2 separate regions of the Gossypium hirsutum genome follow, and region 1 is linked to region 2. Evidence: chromatin contacts called from public Hi-C data. All regions are on one chromosome and are shown on one strand. The core of a region is the stretch at or near the end of the contact, and the rest is flanking DNA. Distances in the headings are between cores, read along the strand shown. Region 1 has its middle 24 kb from the start of LOC121214650. Region 2 holds the start of LOC107887146.

Region 1 (6,054 bases), core at 673-3,172, 35 kb after region 2:
CATATTTAATATTCAAACCTCGCGGCCAGACTCAAAAAAAATTCAAAGAAAGAGTTATATTATTTATAAATCAAAATATTTTTTATATGTTCAAACTCTCATTTAGTTTATGTTTATTTTGATCAAAGGACAAACCTTTCTTTTCTTTGTATTTTTATTTATTATATCTATTCTATTGATTGAATAAGTGATGATCCAATGGTTCTTACTCAAAGAATCTTTGGACTTAGTTTGAAGGTTTTATTGAATCATCGCGGTTCTGGTATGAATCTGAAGTTTCAATTGATTCATAGGGTCTTAACAAGAGAATTCCTATCAAAAAGAAAGAAAACAAGAATAAAGCCACATTTCATACAAGAACAAATCAAAGCAAAGAAAAAGAAATAAGTAGGTAAATAAAATATTCAAGAGGCCTGTAACGATCAACATAAAGACGACTGCGTCAACTTGATTTTTTGGAATTATAATTACAACTACAAAAAAGAGCTTTCGGATTTTCACTCTTTTGTGTCTTCAGATAAAATTGAATGAAAAGATTGAGAAGTTTCAAACTTTCTATTCCATATCCGTTTCAGCTATTACTTGGGTGTTCTTGTTTGAGCTGTATGAGATGAAATTATCATATACGGTTCTCGGGGGAGGGGGGTCCTTTTAGTATATTTATCTCAATAAAGTCTATGATTGGTTCGAAGAGTGCCTCGAAGTTCAGGCAGTTGCAGATGATATAACTAGTAAATACGTTCCTCCTCATGCTAACATATTTTACTATCTAGGAGGAATTACGCTTACTTTTTTTTGGTACAAGTAGCTACAGGATTTGCTATGACTTTTTACTATCGTCCAACCGTTACTGAGGCTTTTGCTTCTGTTCAATACATAATAACTTTGGTTGGTTAATCCGATCAGTTTATCGATGGTCGGCAAATATGATGGTCTTAATGATGATCCTGCACGTATTTCGTGTCTATCTCACTGGTGGTTTTAAAAAACCTCGCGAATTAACTTGGGTTACAGGCGTGGTTCTGGCTGTGTTGACCGCATCTTTTGGCGTAACAGGTTATTCCTTACTTCAAGACCAAATTGGTTATTGGGCAGTCAAAATCGTAACAGGTGTTCCGAAAGCTATTTCGATAATAGGATCGACTTTGGTAGAGTTATTACATGGAAATGCTAGTGTGGGACAATCCACTTTGACCCGGTTTTATAGTTTACACACTTTTGTATTACCCTTTCTTACTGCTGTACTTATGTTAATGCATTTCCGAATGATACATAAGCAAGACATTTTTGGTCCTTTATAGAGAATATAGACCATAGCTATATTGTAACCAATAATTTGTCTTATTACTTGAGGGAGGAACAATAGTATTTCGTTGTTACAAATATGGATTGTTGAAAAATAAGAAGACATGTATTTGGATATATGTATTATTAGATATAGTTGTTTAAGTTTGTTTAAGTTTAATTTAGTTCCAAATATAAATTTAAAATTGTGAGTAAATTTAAATTTATCCATATTTATAAATTGACTAATTAAAGTTATTTAGACCCAATCATATATATTTTTATTTTTAAGAGTATATATTTGTATTTTTATGTGATATATATATGTATTTTTTTTACTATTTATATGTTTTTAATTAAAATTTTAATATAAATAGTTTAATATATTTTTAATATTTACATTATAATATAATATTTAATTTCATATGATATAAATTACATTAAAAAGGCAAAATAAATATTTTATAAACTTAAAAATGAGTCGAGCACATGATATTTTAAATTTAATATATTTGTTCAAATAGCCCCAATTATTAAGTGGGCCTATGAAATAGGTTTATTTACAACCCATCCCATTGGACAGGACAGAGTAGAAGGCATCAACCATGCCAAGGCTAGCCCAACATTCCTTGTCGCTCTAAGTTCACTCTCAAAGGCCTTGCTCCAAATTCATTTGGGTTTGTAGCTCTAGATGGACTACTTAGCCCATTACCACTTCAATTTCCTTTACGATATATTTTCTATTTAATAGAAAAGAGTAAGGATATCTATGATTCAAATTTACATTGTTTACAAATAAATAATCTGTTGGTTTTAAAATACTTAAATATTGTGACAAGATAAGGTATTTTTGTTGCTCACACTTTATCTAAAGAGACGAATAGTATGTTGACCAATGAAGACAAAAGGCGGTTTCGATACACAAATTTAGACAAGACTCGTGCGTTTTCTAAGGGAAGACCTTTTGATCTTGATTTCCCTTTCAGATACCTCTATATAACTTAACCCATAGATTTCATCGAGAGGCAAGAGGTATGCTACAAATTGCTGGGTTGGGGTCAGTTTTGGGATTGGGAGTGAAGGAAGCCTTTTGAACCTTTTTTTTTTTTTACTTTAATTTATTGGTTACGAGGGTGTGTCATAACCCTACTATGAGAAAATTATCGATATATGTTGATTTCTTTTTAAAAAGAAATAGGGATATAGACTACTTTTTTAGTATGTGGGAAATAAGTCGTTTCTCCTAATGTGGCATGAAAGCGAGCTATGGGTACACGCTTTTGCAAAATGCTTTATCTAGGATGCGTTTTTTATCATATGATTAAATATTGGTGCTTTTATACTTGTAGCTCGAGTTCAATTCCTCTCTTTAACATTTTGAATTTTTTTTATTCATGTTGTTTTGATCTTTTTATTTTAATTTTGTTTCAAGCTCTTTTATTTTAACTTCTAATTTTTAATTAATGTTTTTCGTTAATAAACATGTGTTTTTTTCAAGTTTTTTTAATTTTATTTTTAATTAATAATTCATTCATTTATATAAATAAAACAATAAATATTTATTATATAATAAAATATATATTATATATATCATTATGTTAAATTTTATTTTATTTTTAAAAACATCAACTACTTTTTTAAATATATATTTTTATTTATACTTTTAAATGTCAAATATTTATTTTTTCCAACTACATTGTGGGTATGGTAAATTCTAATATTATAAAATCAAATAATGATGTTTTTAATTTATTTTACACATAAAAAAATTATATGTACTAAAAATAATGATATTTGAAATAATTAATTGATTTAATAATATTATAATTTTTCATACCCATAATGTAGGTGAAAAAAAATGATATTTGAAATAATTGTATTATTTTATAATATTAGAATTTACAATATCCACAATGTAGGTAGAAAAAATAAATATTTGACATAAAAAATATAAATCAAGAAAAATATGTTAAAAAAATTAATTGATGTTTTTAAAATATAAAATATATTTAACATAACGGTATATAAAAATATTTTTTAAATTATATAATTACATGTTTATTATTTTGTTTATATAAATAAAGGAGTTATTAATTAAAAATATGAATTAAAAATAAATTTAAAAAACTTGAACACAACATATTTATTAACTAAAAACATTAATTAAAAATTAAAATAAAAAATCTTTAAACAACGTGAATTAATTTAATTAAAAGCATTAATTAAAAAGTAAAAATTAGAAATTTCCAACCATCTCTTGACCTAATGGTAAGATTATTATGTTATAAGCATAAGAGCTTGGATTCGATTCCAACCAACCCCATTCCTCTCCCCAATTATCAAAAAAGAAAAAGAAAATTTAAAAATTAAAATAAAAAAAAACTTGAACCATAATTAAAAAAAAAATCCCAACAACATGAATAAAAAAAACCCAAAATGCTGAAGAGACGAACTTGGGCCACATGCATGAAAGCACCAACATTTAACCAATGAAAAGCACTTCTTGTATAAAGTGTATTTCAAAAGCATAACCCCATGATGTCTAAAGGTGTTCATGGGTTAGGTCGGATTTAAGTATTATATTAATATAGTTTATACTTGTTCAAGCTTGGTCCGACCTGAAATGTCGATCTAAAATTTTGTCAAAGTTAGTTTATATTTGCAAAAGACTAACTGAATCCCATTTTAGGTCCGCCCATACTATTTTTTTTTAAATTTAAAAAATATTTATATTATTTTAATTTAATATTTAATAATGTTATATAATTTTCTATTTATTGAAATTTTTTATATAGTCATCTTAACATTATTTTAATATTTACATTAGAGTAGTATTATATATTTAATATATGTTTTATAAATGACATAATATATAAATATAACATAATATAAAGTATTATAGACTTAAAAATGGGTCGGGCCGGGCTCAGTACTTAAATGTTCAAGCCCGAGCTTGACTCATATTTTAAATAAGCCTAATTTTTTCCCAAGCCTATTTTTCGGACCTAATATTTTTCCAAAATCCTCTCAAATTTCAGGCGGACCTTCGGATCTGGACGAGTAACGTGACCTATGAACAGGTGTAATGGCATCCTTTCACGCCATGTCAGCAAAAATAACTTATTTTCCTAAATACTAAAAAAAGTAACCTATATCCCTAATTTGTTTTTCTACAATCACCACATACCGATAAGTTTTCCATTATTAATTGGTTGTATCTGTTACTCTACTTTTCGTTAAATTTAAATGGATCACAACGGGCTTCAAAAAAAAAAAAAACAAATTGTATGTAGTTTCTCTTAAATCTTATTATTTTGCATTTATAAGCCAAGTTTTCAGATTTGATCATCGGTTAAACCACCGATTCTTTGTCCGACCGGTTTGTCTACTTTAATTAAATAAATATTATAACATGAATTTATTTTATAATTTGACATAATTATATTTAATATATATATTATATTATAAAAATAATATACATACACATTTAAGGACATAAAATATATCAATTGTTATATGGGTAATTATTTTGTACACTAGCGGTGGAAAATTTTAATTCCACAAGCAACATTGAGATGTTGTTATGCGTGTTTAAGTTGTATTTAAAAAATTTAAAAAAATAAGACATTTGGCAAAATCTCAACCTTACATATGGAGTTAAAATTTTCCACGGTCTGTGTACCAAATAATTGCTGTTGTTAATTTAATGGTAGATTATAATATATACAATTAACATTATATAATTGATGTAAATTATTAATTATATATAACCCTACCATATATAAATATGGTACCAATATGAGGTTAAAAAAAAGGAAACAGAACTTATGTGACATAGTTTATACATTGTAATTTGGCATACTAATATGATGACAACTCTAGTTAATTAGATTTCATTAAAAAGATCTCACAAGGGATGAAATAGATAGATTTAGCCAAGGTAATGAACGATTACAATATTTATTAAAATAATAGGTAAAAAATGAGAGAAAGATTCAACCCAAAGTAATCAAAGATTATACAGATTTTCATATAAGTTACGATTTTATTTTGCAATGTTAACTTATATTTATTGGTTTAAAGTAGAGTAAAGATAAATATTATATCATTAAAATAAATTAATTTAACAATACATAAAATAAATAACCTCTAAAAATTATTAATACTATTATTTAAATTATAATCAATTAATATTAATATGAGGAGTTTAGTATTGTTTTATTATTAAATATTTTTAAAATTAATATAATTAATTCTAAATTAGTTGTATATTTTAAAAAATATTTTGAATTACATTATATTTTTGAAAAAACTTATTAATAATGTTAAACAAAAACTAATATTCTAAAAATACTATAACAGTAATATGCACGTGAATATAAACTAGTATACAGCTAGGTTATTAAAATGAATATTTTTATACTAACGATGTGTAAGCTTAAACCCTAAGCGTGCAACTAAATTTATGGTATATTATAATATGTACAATTAGCATTATATAAATAGGATATATTATAAATGATATGTAACCCTATATAGAACTATGATATTATAATATACAATATACAACCATAAACTCTAAATGTGTAAACAACTTTATGATACATTATAATATGGCTTAATTCACAATTTGACTTTTGAAGTATATTCATTTTTTTTTTTACTTTTGTACTTAAAATTTTTTTATTTAGTAGTTAAAAGTAAATGTTTGTTATGTTGATTAACCCAATTTTTAACTGCTGTTTAGAAAAGAAAATGTTCAACCAACCA
Region 2 (6,863 bases), core at 208-2,707:
TTTTCTCACAGCTAATTAGGACATCCAAACTTAGAGATTATCTGTCATACATCGCGATCATGAGGCATTGATGGAGCAGGCAAAGAAAACCTGCCACGTGCTACAGTTGCATGAAAAAGCCATAAAGGGGAAAATACAACCCTGCACAATGAAGATAACTAGTGAATCTACATTGACTTGCAATAAATGCTTACCAAAATAAGATGATTAACATGTTCTCATCTTCTCGCTTAACAACAGAGGATACTAGTGAATCTACATTGGCCTACAACAAATGCTTTACATATTCTCTTCCGCACTATTCACCTCTAAAGTATAATTGTGTAACTTGCAGCTTCATACGGACATCTCAGCATGACTGACAGCTAAATGTATTCAAATCATTAACACTTCATATATGAATTATGATCACAAGTATCCAAGTCAAAATATCAAGTACCGGATATATCACTAATGAGAATGAAGAGAGAAAACGCGTTTTAAACCCCTAATCATGAGATTTTATAACAGTTGGCATATGTTTGAATTTCATGGCCATCCCAATAGAGAAGCCAAACCCGTCAATGTTTCACGGTAGGGAACATGTCAACGCACACTCAAATTTAGAACTCTACAGATTAAGTGCACAAGCAATCAAATTTCCCCTTGTAGGCATTTGCCAATGATTAATTAACTGAGAGCAAATTGACTAACTGATCAAGTAAAATGTGACTTTCAAGAAAATACACCAACAAAATTCAAATAACAAGGAAAAACAAAAATTACTGCAAAAGAAACAATACAAGAAAGATTCAAAATTTGGTGAACTAAGAAAAAAGTAAAAAGGAAGCAAGTGACATAGTGAAAAATGGGGATGCAGGCAACAAAATGAATGGCAAAGTCGATTGCTTTTCGCATAAAAGTCAGCAGTCGCAAAGAAAAGCGAATCGGTTGTAAATGAAGCCCAAAAGCAAAATGAAAGACAGAGACGAACCACCAAGAGTAAGACAGGGCATGATGAAGCTTGAGAGCGAGCAAGAGGGTGAAAGAGAAGAGCAAGGCATGGGCTACCAGCGCCTGCAGCGACTTCCCCACTCTCCTCCAGGTCATCACTCTCCTTCTCTCTACCAACATACCCAGAGCCAAAAATAAAAATAAAAATAATTAACGGAATTCTTAAGACACCCAGAAAAGAAAAAGATGGAAACTTGGGTTTGACGCCAAAGCAAAGGAAGCAAGGCCGAGGTATGGCTGGGGACGAAATTACGCTTGAGAAATGAACAAGTGCGAAGGAGAAGGGCTTAGGAATAGGAATGGAAGAAAAGAATAGGGTAATTTGGTGAAGAAGAAGAAGAAGAAGAAGGAGAAGAGACCAAGGTGGGTGCCCACATTACGTAGGGAAGTTTTTTCAGCTTGGCTTGGACGGTTTACTTTTTCTTCTTTTTTGCTTTTCCACTTTCAAAGCGGATATATTGATGTTAAATAAATAGAATTTAGGGGGACGGGACAGAGTAGAATATTCATATTGGAATCTGTATTTCATATATGCTCCCATTCATATCACTCAATTTTTATATGATTTTTACTATTCACTAACTTAAATATCGGGATTTTTTATTTTAAATTTTATAGTAAATGAGTAAAATGGTCTTATTTTGATTTATTATATATAATGCAAATAGTAAAATTAGTTATTAATGCTTACACTTTTATTCAATTTGACCCATATTCTTTTGTTTAAATTAAATTAATCCTCAAACTTTTATTGCAGACCTGACACTATCTTTATTTTATATGTCACATTATTGTATAAATTAAATTTTATAAAAGAAATTCATAAATTAAAATTAAAATTCCAAAAATTATGAAAACAACGCTTCAAACTTTTTAAAATAAAATAAGAGGATGGACCTAGAGGCATTCTTCATACACGAGTAGTAGATTCCTTTAACTCTAAATATGCAATTCAAATTGGAGAATCCTATTTCATGATGGGATTTAGATGCTCTTTTATTGGAATCATTTTTTCGTATATCACTTCATGTCAACTTTTTTTCTCCCCCTCTTGATAAAAAGTCTATTTTGTCGGTGTATGAGAATAAAATAAACTTCAAAATAATTAACTGAAAGCTTAAAGGCGTGCAACCATGCCACTTTATTTAAGGTTCTATTCGTTTCCACCTATATTTTGGTGCGCAAAAGAATTACAAGTAAATGAACCTTGAGGATACAATGAAGCCCAATGACTATTTGTGTTTGGCACTGATGAAAATAATCCACTGAGCATTGAGTAAAACATAGCAAGAGTATCAAGTTCTATAAAGAACTTCTGCAATAATTCTTTATAAAACAATATTTGAATATAAAAAGATGGAGGAGAATAGAGAAACTTTTGTTTCTAAATTTTGGTATGGTTTGGTATTTCTTAGTATACCATGCAAATGAATTTTTTCTCCTATTTATAAGAGATCTCGCATCTCTTCATAGAGACATAACTATCCAAATAGATAGTCACATCTATTAATAAGGAATACAACTATTCATTAGATATTACTTGAACAATCATAACTTTTTATTAATAATCAAGTAACATAAATTTTAGTATTTAAGAGACATAACTCATTAGTATTTGGGATTGTTGAATTACAGACGAAATAAATATATAAAGCAACGGAGCCATCATAGTATTTTTGAACTTTTCTGAAAAAAAAAAGAAAAAAAGGGTGGTAATTGGATTATTTAGTGATCTGGGTCTAATAGACGCTCTCTATATTTTCTCTTTTTCTTTTTTTGATGAAAGAAAAAGAGAATTCCATTGTAAAACCGTATGCAATGCACAAAAAATACTTGTACGTTTGTTCAATTCTATCTTTTTTATTCTTATTATTCTTTAGCTATTTTTAGCTATTCTTCTCGCCTCATTATGTGAGTTAGAAAAACCTTTTATTATGTTATATCATCAGAGTAATGATCCATCAACCTGATAGTTCTTTTTATGAGGCAAAAACAGGAGAATTTATCCTGGAAGTGGAAGAAATACGGAAACTTCACGAAAGCATCACAACGGTTTATGTACAAAGAACGGGCAAGCCCCTATGGGTTGTATCCGAAGACATGGAAAGAGATGTTTTTATGTCAGCAACAGAAGCCCAAGCTCATGGAATTGTGGATAGTGACAACTTTTGGTTAATAACCAAGTGTCATATCGTTTAGATCACTTGTACCTTTTAATTTGTAATTATCGAAACATTCTATATATTGAAAATGTTCCAACATATTTGACTTTTAGTACATGGATTCAAATAATTAATAAAAGGAAATGACGGGTATCCCTAACCATTTTGTTGACACACTCCACAAGGTTTGCTATATGATCATAGTGTTGGTCTCCATCAAATGGCTATGTCCACTACTTCACCGAGGTCTTATCAAGCAAGCTACTTATAGTTTCATGTTCTACAAATATAAGTGATAGCCTATCTGATGTGCCATATTTACATACGAAAAATAAGCTCTTTAAAGAGCTTATTCTTAAGTAATTTATAGTGTTTTTATTATATTTTTGCAATTATTAGATTTCGTGCTTAGTCTTAGTTCTTTTGTGTGTTTTTATGTTTTTTTTTGGGGGGGAATAAATGGAAAATTTATACCATTAGGAACATAAACTTTGAGTTAGGCTTATTTCAGGTATTGGTTGATGCAAAAATGAGAAGAGGAGCCTAAAGCGACACCAATGTCTTTGCTATCAACCAAAGTGTTGGACTTTACCAAATTACACAACCGAGGGGGTTGTCTCTAATATCATGACACCAATGAGTTGTTGTCGCGACATCAACACTCATGGCTGCCACATTGAGCTACTGAGGTTGTAGCACCAACCACAACCCCAACAGATGAAAATGTTGAGTTGCTTGAGGATAATGTCGTAACACTAGAGGGCTATTATCATGGCGCTAAAGCCCAAAAAAATCCAATGGAGTGGACTATTGACGATGTTGTGACACCAAAGTGTGGGTGTCGCAACACCAGCTCTTGACAAGGAAAAAAATTTTAAAGGGTGATTTTCAATCCATCAAACTTCAAGTCATATTTTAAATGAGGGAAAATTTTTATTTTATAGGTCAATTGGTGTCAGATAATAAATAGTACTTTATGATACTTTTTCAATAGAGAATTTTAGTACTTAGCTCTTTTAGGTTAAATTCCTAGAAATACTCTTTAGATTATTTTTTTTTTGCACTTACTTCTCTTAACAAAAAGTACAGAGACCTTCTTGTGTTTTTTACATTTCTTCAAGATTTAAATATATTTATAGTATTTTCTTCATTCAATTACATTGTTTATCGATTGGGCTTTCAATATTTATGGATTTCAAGAATCAAACCTCCATTGATTCAAGGATTTCATCAATCGTTTTGAGCATTTCTAAACCTTACAGTTTTTTATTATTTTCTTAGTTGATTTAGCATGAAAATGATTGGGTTTCTTGAATTGAGTATGAACTAATTTTGTATGTGATTGATTAATTGAAATATTAATTGGTCAATTTAAGGTTTAAGGACTAGATCGTAAATTTTAGACTAAATTGAATGAAATTGAAAACCTAGAATTGACGACTCTAGGGAACTATCTAGAAATTGAGAGGAGATCCTATTGCGTACCAATTCGATTAGCCCAATTTAATTTAGTGAGGTTCAAAGATAAATTGGATTAAATAGCTTAATTAGGTAAAATGGTGACTGGGAGGTAAAATTGGACCAATTAAGAAAATTAGGTGTTCTAGCTCCCTAAACTAAAATTAATCATTAACATGGATGCTAATCAACCATATTGATTGTCTATTTATTAATTCTATGAAATTGGTTTATTTACAATTTAATCCCTCTAATTTAGAATATAGCATAAACTCTTTTTTTTTTCAGTTTGTCGTAATATGCTATCTTTAAATTAGCTAGCTAGACTTCCTTGTTGCATGTTTGATTATTGTTGATCAATTTTTTCACTTGGTCTTCTTTGGGTACAATCTTCGAAATACTCAGTGTTTCATTGTAAGCACTATAAATATTACAATTGACTTGTGTCATTTGAAGTAAAAGTCGCATTTCAATCCTTTATTTTGTTTTAATGATTTTTTTTAATTTTTCCTTATGGATAATCATTTGTTAGTCATGTTTCGTAATAGTTATAGGTGACTAGAAGATCAATTTGCGATTGACATGGATGGTTCTCCAACACCAAATTAGAGGTATGATGGTACTATGGGAGCATGGATATAAGTCTCCCTATGATTCTTATGGTTGCACATATGGAATAGATAGATGCAATCAGGAGTGGTCAGGTAATACTTCAATATATGATCCATATCCTAGTATTCGTATCTGGATGGGGATATGTATTGTGAAGAGTATATTGAAGACCCACATCTTACCACACAGATTGGTATGCTTGAGGATGACATGTCTTCATGCCACAACACCATGAAAACCATGCAGAATCAGTTGGAGTTTATTTTAAAAGCCATCCAACATCAAGCGGAGGTGCATGTTCCAGCGGAGGTGTACTTGAGAATGAGGTCCCCCATATTATTGTTGAACATGAAATCTCAATGGTTAATTTTAAATAATAGTTAGAAATTAGAGTGTGTTGTGCAATGTTGGATGACATAGATGAATTTGCTAATTCTATTGACATAAATGTAGAGCTAGGAGTAGAAGTAGCTTTAGAAGAGGAAATAGTTGAGCTTAAACCGATGTTAATTGAAAATGTGGAGGTGCCGACACATTTTCCAACTATGTTTGAAGAAAACCAAACTTGAGGGCTAATTGAAGATATGTTCGAGTATATGAGTTTTCAAACAAAATAGGGAGATAAGGTTCGGGCAATTCCTTTTTCAAAAGAAGTTGAGTTTATAGTTCCTGAATTGGTGTTATGGAGTTGGCTTGGTTTTGGTACGAAGTAGCTTATTATGTGGATGTCCCATTGGTCAAAGATAAGACAGATGTAATATGTTAGATTAATGAGGGTGATTTGTATCGTATTGATCATGAACAACTTTCGAGTAAAAGTGTAAAGATCTCCGTGGAAGTTCTTCTTTGGTGGTGAGACCGATCGCCCATGAAATTTCTTTTAAACTTTTAAGAAAGAATGCATTTTTTATGAACTTGTTTATTACTTTAGTTTTGCTAATTAGGTAGTTTTTGTGCTTTATAATTTTCTTATTAGGTTAAGTTTTTAACATTTTAGATGTGGACTATGTTTTTGGGGTTTTATTATTATAAACATGGAGGAATTTAGCTCAGAATGATGCTAGTGTCAAGACGCTCACCTTGTGACATCGTGACCCCAAAGGCAATAAGGTTACGATGGACACTTCATGATTCTTTTTGAAACATTGAAAGGTAATGTTGCGACATTGTAGGAAGTCCAACGTCAAGAGGATTGAGGCCAATATCGAGGCCCATGTTGTGACACCAAGCTAGTATAGTCGCTATTTTACTGGTAATCTAACTTCAGTGTCGCAACAGCAGGGTTGGATGTCGCAACACCATTGTTGAAAAATCATTAAAACTAGTCATTTCACTCCCATTTAATCACTTTTGTTTTAGTTTTCAAGTTTCTGATACCCCTAAAACTTTTTCCTCTTCTCTTTTCTCTTATTATAGGGTTCAAAATCTCCTCTCTTCTCCAAAAATATGCACTCATAAAATTTTTCTGCACTTTAGTTCTTATTTCTTCTTCAAATTTTAGCATTCATCTTCAAGATTGACACAAGAAGCTATTAAGTGGTGGCAAAAACTCATCTTCTTCAATCTAAAAACTAAGGTTAATGGGTCCTAACTCTTCATTCTAGTGTGCTTTAATATATATTCTTGCAAAATCCTTAA

Evidence for each region. Hi-C and Micro-C count contacts between places; a contact is called where the count stands out from the background.
Region 1: a contact with region 2 is called in a Hi-C map of hypocotyl, with 4 times the contacts expected there. The contact joins the enhancer-like site here to the promoter of LOC107887146 in region 2. A contact is called at or near these places in 8 of 34 Hi-C or Micro-C datasets (fibers, hypocotyl, leaf and 1 more).

The regions. Positions count from the first base shown.
Region 1 is chrD02:39,090,694-39,096,747 of Gossypium_hirsutum_v2.1, forward strand. No RefSeq gene overlaps it. Among protein-coding and RNA genes, the nearest start is that of LOC121214650, 24 kb to the right of the region's middle. Within about 2 kb of position 1,923, at least 5 of the 9 cell types and tissues checked have an H3K27ac peak or open chromatin away from gene starts, as enhancers often do. A contact at or near this core is called in hypocotyl and leaf, where this site is marked.
Region 2 is chrD02:39,056,165-39,063,027 of Gossypium_hirsutum_v2.1, forward strand. LOC107887146 reads right to left here and starts at 1,458. Exons shown (of 14, transcript XM_016811298.2): 1 at 974-1,458; 2 at 51-141. The coding sequence starts at 1,113.